2 separate regions of the Triticum aestivum genome follow, and region 2 is linked to region 1. A link is a contact called in public HiCAR-type data. All regions are on one chromosome and are shown on one strand. The core of a region is the stretch at or near the end of the contact, and the rest is flanking DNA. Distances in the headings are between cores, read along the strand shown.

Region 1 (4,128 bases), core at 1,325-3,824:
AGTGCTATATGAAATCAGAGGTCAGGTTGGCTCACTGATGCATAATGTTAGGTTGCATATAGTATTTACTAAACCCCTGAGGGCACATTGCTATCTTTTTAGTTGGAGGAATTAAAGGCAAAGATCAAATGTTGAAACGGCATTAGTATGCACTTCATCTGCAACCAGCCATCTATTTCCAGACCAGAAGTGATTGTTCTACACTCTGTTTAATGGGTCCTTATGCACTGAAGGCTCAACAGGTAAATCCAAAACAAAATTCTAGATAGTATAATATATGGGTTACACTAACTACACACAAAATTTCAGGTTCAAAATCATTCTATGTTCATAGCAACAAAATGAGAAAATTCTTACAATTTTTACAACAACAACAACAACAACAAAGTTTTCAGTCCCAAACAAGTTGGGGTAGGCAGCAGTTGAAACCCATAAGATATGGAAACCAAGTCATGGTTATGGCACGTGGATAGCTAACTAACTTCCACGCACACTTGTCCATGACATAGAATTGTGCACTCACCATAGAGTGAAACTCTTCAAATTTTATACATAGATAGAAGTTTTGAAGTACGTTTAGAATTGTTTTCAAAAATAATGTGGTAACCGTTAGCTAGAGTGCATGTTAGTTGCATCATAAGCCTTTGTGCAAGCAATACACCTCCCCTACTTGGTAACAGAAAACAAAATAGATCTTAGGAAGAGTTCCACGTGGCGACTAAATGACTTGTCGCTTAGTCACGACTTGTATGATACCCCGGTCATGGGCCTACATCAGAATAGTCAGTTATTTACATTGTAAAACTTTTAAGTTAAAATTAATAACATCAACTACTTTGCAGGTTCCAACAATTCTGAGTCTAACAACTTCTATAATGCATGATGTGATATCAGACAACAGCAGACTATGACTCTAATTGTGGTCCACTCTGAATTATTCAAGGCGTGGTGGACGGGTATGTGCCGCCTAGCGTCCAGTAACTTGTCTGACTAGTTCAAAGTCAGTCCAGGGTGGATGGACTGGACCCACGTAACTTCTGTTCCATCCTAATTAAGCACTGGACCTAGCAAATTATATGTGGTGGACTTAATTGTTGTCTGCAACCGTTGTCTAAAATTAACAGATCCTAAACATCCTGCACCCATTAGACCTATATATAAATTCAGAAAAAAGCAGGAAAATTGATTCCAAGTGGCACATTTTTAGTGTCACATTTTATTTTAACTCCAATACAGGATCCATCGTTTCACAGCAGCCTAGCACATCGCCAATTAACTGAATGTAAACCAACGAGAAATAGACAGTAGTAGCCAAACCTTACAGGAAAACATTCTACGATAGTAGGGACAGAACAAATTAACGTGGCATGAATATGGTGAACAGCCGAACAATGCAAAGCACTGCAGCTGACAAATATGCCGAAAAGCCCCGAAGGTCAGAAGGAACACTATCAGGGTTAGCAAAGCGTTCCGTTTGCACGCTTGCAACACATGATGGTAGGCACAAGGGGCCTTAACATGTCAGCCGATGTCCCAAAGGCCAGTAGTTCAACGTTGTGAATACCTGGTCAGAGACCATGTCGTTGGTCCCCCGGCTTCACAATTGGCCATGAAGCAAACTGGTGGAAAAGCTTGTTAGTTTTTCCGTTTGTTCTTTTTGGCAGTTGATGAATCCTTGGTAGGGCTTTGCATGTTTATGGAAGTTATCTGGGCACCGAACTCAGCTTTGATCAGATCTACTCTTTCACCCATGTTTCTCAAAAAGGATAGCTCGGTGTACATCACAAAGAAGAATGTATAAGCGGCCTAAAGAGTTCTTCATGTGGACCTAACTCAGCGGCTGAATTAAAAACTTATCGTAACGGTTTCAAGAAATTGTAGAACAAGAAACTGAACCGGTGAGGGGGGAAAGGCAGCCTGGATCTGTGCCCATCTTGGGCAAAGTTCTTCCGCAGCCGTAGCTTACTCAGTTAGCTTGATAAGAAAAGATTTGCCGAAATGTTTATCATCAACAGCAAAACAAGTTGTAATTTTTCTTGCCATTAAAATTAAATCAACCATGACCATGAAGGATGAGGGCCCGTAACGCCAGATTTCCAGCAACCCAAACGCCCTCGCAGCATCCGGATAAGAACACGGCCCCCCCAAATTCCCCCTAACTGAAGATTTCTTAGCAGCAGGCAAAGGTTCAGGAAACTGAAGCTGGGAGGATTTGGACCGCAGGGAGAGAGACAGGAACAACACTTGAACAGCAACGAGAAAGAACACAACACAACACGCATTCCAGAATCCGCACCGACACCTAGCCGAGAACCGACGGAACCGACGGCAAGGGCCTCTCTCACGATAACGCTGGACCTCGAGGTGCCAATTGCGAAAGCGCGTGATGAAGAACAGGGGAAAGCGGGGGAGGAACACGAGTCAAGAGCAAGAACAACACCCGCGCACGCACACAAGCAATCCGGCAGAATCACACCGACGGACGCGGAATCCTCGACGGAATCCGCCGTGGTTTCTTCATAGAGCGGGGAGAAGGGGGACGGAGGAGGCTGGCTACCTGCCGTTGGCGAGCGGGTGTCTGCCGGTGAGCCCTTGGCCTTGCTGCTCCTGCTCCTGCTCTTTCCTCTCGGCTTCCTTGCGCTGGGCCTCCCCCTGCTGCTCCGCCTTAATAGTGGCTGCGCTCCTCTCCAGCAGATCCATCTCCGCCTCGGGTCTCAACCAACTGCTCCTCCCTCCCTCCCTCCCTCTCGCTGAAAGGGACCTGGGAATGAGAATTGGAGGAAGCGGGAGGGGGTCGGGGATAAAGATGGACCGGCGGAGGAGTGGGTGTGTGTACAGCAAACGCGCATGTGAATGTCGTGACTGGGCTGGCCATAATAATATAGGGGCCCCCGATATCTTTACGCATTCAATTTTTATATAGTACTCTCTCTGTAAACAAATATAAGAGTGTTTGGAACACTATTTTAGTGATCTAAACGCTCTTATATTTTTTTACAGAGGGAGTACTGTCTTTATAATACTCTGTCACTTGGCAGCGCCTCACTGGAGGAGATGCTGATAAAGGTCAAGTGATACAGTGGTAATGAATGTTTTTGTAGTAGTACAAAAGATAACCTGCCATGGATTGGCAGGGAGAGTAAATGAATAAATATGTGCCATCTCAAAAAAAGATAATGAATATGTGTCCTATTTTTGGCAGCAGTAATTTGACGTTTGTTCGAGGGGGTTTCGGGTTCGGTTTTATGGTTGTCCGGTTTGTTGTGACCCCCGACGAAACGGTAACTTCGAGTATTTTCCGGGTATCTAAGAGACTAAGGCCCTGTTTCCGCCGTTTGGATCCTCCCTGCTCCACAACTGTAGCTCCTCGAGCGGAGGGAGCGGCGGCACAATTGCAGGGAGTGGCTCGAACCGAGCTTCTCGCGTGGAGCGGAGTTTCGTGACCGGAGAGGTTTCGAACGGGCACCAAGTCAGCACGCCATGAGCTTCGGGCGCGTGAGTTCCGAGCGCAAAACGACAAACGCTACTTCTTCTTCTTGCATATGGTTCTTATACATGCCTCGTTTGCCCGCGCGTTTGCTTGGCCCGGCATCGGGCCAATTTCTCTCGCTCGGACCTCTTTGGCGCCTTGTTGCAACGTCTCTTGTTTTTTTTACCATTACATTGTCGTTTGTTATTAGCCATATAACAGAATCACCCACACCGTACACCTCGTAGCGAGTTGATGAGTCTACCGCTTCCCCCTTGTTTGGAAGAAGCTGCGAGAGGTCAACACACTGTCAGATATGTGTTGTTGAAGCCTGGCCGCCAACTCCTCCATCACGCTTCCCTCACATATACCGACACGCCAAGCTAGAGATCAAAGGTACCCGGGGGAGACGACAAGACCATTAAAAATGTGAAGACTAAAAGCTTTGAGATGACCTGACCCATGCGATTTATCAAACACAACCGCAACATTGACCTTATAATTCCAATTGAGCAACATTTTGAAATAATTTCAATCCATGGCACGGGTTCATTTATATGCGTCCAAGTAAAATCCTTTCATCTACATGCATCAGATTAAAACCCAATACGTTGTCAAGTTAACATTAGCAAAAAATAATCCAAACCAGATTTATGTAC
Region 2 (4,167 bases), core at 1,652-4,151, 150 kb after region 1:
TCCTGAATCTAATACAATCAAAATCCTGGTTAAAGACTTTTGCAACAGTAACATGTTGACAGAAAGTTAAATTATACAAGCGAGGGAAAAATTGACAAAGTGGCTTTCTCCCCAGCCATGTGTCCTCCCAAAATCTCGTCTTACAACCATTACCTACCACCCTATGACAGCAAGAATAGAAGATATCCTTTATACTCAACAATCCATTCCAAAAGTGGGAATTACCCGAAGATGATTCACATTGAGCCAAATCTCCTCCTCAAATATTTGGCTCTAATCATCTCCTGCCAATCCCCTTCCTCATTCTCTAATCTCCATAACCACTTACATAAAACGCAGATGTTTTTAATTTCCAAATTAGTAATTCCAAAGCCTCCCTGATCTCTAGGTTGGCAGACGTCCAACCACTTGACTAAATGATACTTTCTCACTCCATCCCTCTCTTGCCAAACCATACGAGCACAGACAAAGTCCATTCTCTTACCTACACCTTTAGGTAGTTTAAAAAAAGAAATTAAATGGCTAGGAATATTACTCATACAAGTCTTAGCGAGATTAATCCTATCGCCCATTGAAAGCAAGCCCCCTTGCCAGGTAGCTGCTTTCTTCTCAATTTTCTCTTCAGCTGGTTTCCAATGCGCATTATGCAATTTTTTAAAATGTAAGGGAAGACCAAAATAAGTAAAGGGAAAGTCCCCCACCGCACAAGTGAAAATTTGAGCATATTCTTCTTGTTTCAACAAAGCATCACCAAAGCAATGGATTTCACTTTTTAAAAAGTTAATTTTCAAAGCTGTCAAATGCTCAAACACGCATAGAATGACTTTAAGGTTTCTAGCCCCTTCTAAGTCATCTTCAAAGCAGAAAATTGTATCATCCGCGTATTGTAAAATGGTAAGACCACCCTCATACAATCTAGGCAAAACACCCTTAATAAACCCTTGTTCTTGTGCCCTTTGAACCAGGGTAGCAAGAACATCAGCAGCAAGATTAAACAATAGTGGGGAGAACGGGTCACCCTGCCTCAGTCCTTTCCTAGTAACAAAATAAGGGCCAATCAAGTCATTTAACGTTATAGCTACTTTACCATTATGAATAACCGCTTTCGTTCAATGAATAAATTTATCAGGAAACCCCTTCATTTTCAGCGTACTAAGCATAAAGTCCCAATTAATTTTGTCATAAGCTTTCTCGAAGTCAACCTTAAAAATAACAGCAGAGCATTTAGACTTATGAAGTGAGTGAAGTGTCTCATGCAGAACAACGACATTATCTAAAATATACCGCCCTTTGATAAACGCAGATTGTACCTTAGAAACCGTCTTGTGAGCCATAGCCATAGCTCTATTGTTCAAGACTTTGGTAAATAGTTTAAACGGGACATTGAGCATGCATATAGGTCTATACATTTGAATCCTATCCGCCCCTTGACCCTTATCTAACAAAGTAACCACCCCATAGTTTAGCCTAGAATATCAATCACATCATCATAGAAGTCATGAAAGAGACTCAGCAGATCATTACAAATGAGGTGCCAAAAGGTTTGGAAGAATTCAATAGGCATACCATCGGGACCGGCAGCTCTATTATGCCTCATAGAAAAAACTACCATTTTTATCTCATCCAATGTAAATTTACCAACCAACTTACTTTTGTCCTCATCGGAAAGCATATCTTCTAGAGGAATGTTTAAGGAGACCGGGAGTAAATCAACATGCCCAAAGAGCTTTTTATAAAAATTGGTCGCATATTTAAGGAGCTGCTCATCCCCTTGGATGATCCCCTTAATATCTTTCCTGGTTGAATGTAATTTTTGTACTTCTACGCTTCCTACCGCTAGCTTTAATCATGAAGTACTTTGTGTTACCATCACCCTCCTTAATATCTTTCTCTTTAGACCTCTGGTACCACTTAATCTCCTCTCCCCTAAGGATCATACTCAAATCAGTTTGCAACTGATTTCTCAAAACATAGTCAGCTTCTGAAACTCCAGAGAGCTAACCTCACCATACGCATGTATGAGTTTCCTGTGTGTGTCTGCAAATTTTATTTTATCTCCGAAACGGAGCTACGATGCGACGACATGCTGTCCCTGTACCTCCTCTCGTTTCTCTGTCCCTGTGTTCTCGCAGAGAAACCCTGCGCTCTCTCCATAATTTTCCCATGGCTATTCTTTTCAGATTACTATATGGCTATTCGCAGACTGCTGGTGGTTTGCACCCGTCAGAGTCGCGCAGAAACAGAGTTAATACTAATCAGCAAAGAACCAAAGGCATGGACTGGTGAACTGTTTTAAACAGGGTGGGTGATGGTGATGAATGTACATGTACTCTACATGTCACTGCTCCAAGATGCTCATCCAGCCCTGCCGTGTTACAGACTCAGAGTGGTCCATCACATCAAAACCGCAAGCAACCGACGCGGAATCCCCTTCCCCACACCACCAGCCCGGTCCCTCCCGAGCTCAAGCTCTGTTCCTCTCTCGCGCGCGGCCATTTTGGTTCACTTTGCGGCGCGATCTCTACTATGCAATGCACGTGCACTCGCTAGGCTTCAACCAACGCGCACCAGCTTCGTCTTCCTCGCGCATCCCTGGCGGTTTGTTTCTTCTAATCAGCAGTTAATTTGTACTCGTGGCGAGACCCGAGAGAAAGAAGCGGCGAGGAGAAATGGAATGGGCGGTCCGTCGTAAGCTGGCGCATGCATGCAGCTCCCGTCCTGACAGATTTGGGCTCTGCAACCGCCGCGTCCACGTTTCGCAAGCGTTTTGCTCGTGCTCATCACTGTGGGCTTTAATTGCTCGCTGCAGGCTACGGCTGGAGCTGGATGCGGATGTATCTGTACGCTACAGCTCATCACTGTGGGCTGTGCGCCTGTGCCGTAGTATGCAGCGGCGCATCCAAGGGGCAGGCTTGGATGGGCTCAAGCCTGCCCTCCAAAATCGAACAATTTTTTTTTACTACTACTCATCACAGCAGCCCAGCCCAGAAAACACAGGCCCATCTACTCAGCAGTCAGCCCAGCCCCTGTAAACGCTGGTGTCGAGCAACCAATTCGAGCGTGCTGCAACACATCTCGACGCCTTACCCAGCCACAGCTCCGCCGCACCGCACCGCAACCCTAGCCGCCGCCGGAGCACGCCGCGACGCCGTCGACGGAGAGCACGCCGTGACGCCGTCCAGGGAGTTCACGCCGCGAGGACGCCCACGAAGAGCAGCACGGTACGCCGCGACGCCGTCGACGGAGCACACAGCCAGGGCGCCACCGACGCCGCCGGAGCCAGCCGTTGGGACCTCACCGGCCGTTCGTGGAGCCCACCGGCCATCCGCAGAGCCCTGCGTCAAGGGATCGACTGCTCGGGGCGCTGGCTCATCAGGTCCAGTTAAGAGGTTATTTTTCTCCTACCCAACGCTGCTCATACCATTGTTTTTTGCAGAAATCCAATAGCATAGTTGGCCTGGGCTTCTAGTCATAATCTGTGAGTTATTTCTCTGTTTTTTGTAGAAATGAAAAGAAAGACTTTGAACAATTGGTTTGCAAGCACTTCAAACACCCCCCGTGGCAACTTCATCTGTTGAGCGAATTTTTTCAGCTATGAAGATCATCAAAACAGATTTGCGCAATAAGATCTCGGATGATTGGCTCAATGACTTAATGGTGTGCTATTGTGAGAAAAGGATATTCAAAAGTATTCATGATGATCAGATCATGATACAATTCCAGAAAAAGAGTGATCGGAAAGCTCACCTGCCTCGTGAGTATAATGTGATTGCTTAAGAGTTTTCTAGTTCTAGTACAACTTTGTATACAACTGTTTCGTCGCAATAAACTAGCTACTTTTGGACAGATGGCATGGCGCTTGGGATCTGAAGCATATAATCTATATAGTTCTACAGTAGCATTGGTTAGAAGCAAAACCGGCATCATTGGTTTCGTCTTCCTTTTTGTTGCTTCTGTAGTACTTTATCTATTGCTGTGTGAATTGTATGCTTTGGAATCGAAAGTTTGTGGTATGACCAAATATGTTACTACTTACTAGTATTGCTGTTGTAAAATATCATATCGTTTCAGGCTCATATTTGGCACGTGTTGGCTGTTTAAATTGACCATACCAATTTTTACCTCAAAATTTGATTGCTTCGAAAAAATCTGAGAAAACTCCTGTAA

What was found. HiCAR-type assays count read pairs that join an accessible place to other places.
Region 2: a HiCAR-type map of leaf shows a contact between it and region 1, with 5 times the contacts expected there. The contact joins the promoter of LOC123186324 here to the promoter of LOC100125739 in region 1. A contact is called at or near these places in 3 of 5 Hi-C or Micro-C datasets (leaf and an unstated tissue) and 1 of 1 datasets of contacts at active chromatin or transcription factors (leaf).

Annotation. Positions count from the first base shown.
Region 1 is chr2A:738,309,814-738,313,941 of IWGSC CS RefSeq v2.1, forward strand. It overlaps LOC100125739 (protein TIFY 3), which reads right to left and starts at 2,575. Exons shown (of 5, transcript XM_044603441.1): 1 at 2,558-2,575. The coding sequence starts at 2,575.
Region 2 is chr2A:738,457,975-738,462,141 of IWGSC CS RefSeq v2.1, forward strand. It overlaps LOC123186324 (serine/arginine repetitive matrix protein 1), which reads left to right and starts at 2,902. Exons shown (of 2, transcript XM_044598105.1): 1 at 2,902-3,389; 2 at 3,505-4,076. The coding sequence starts at 2,917. The coding sequence ends at 3,598.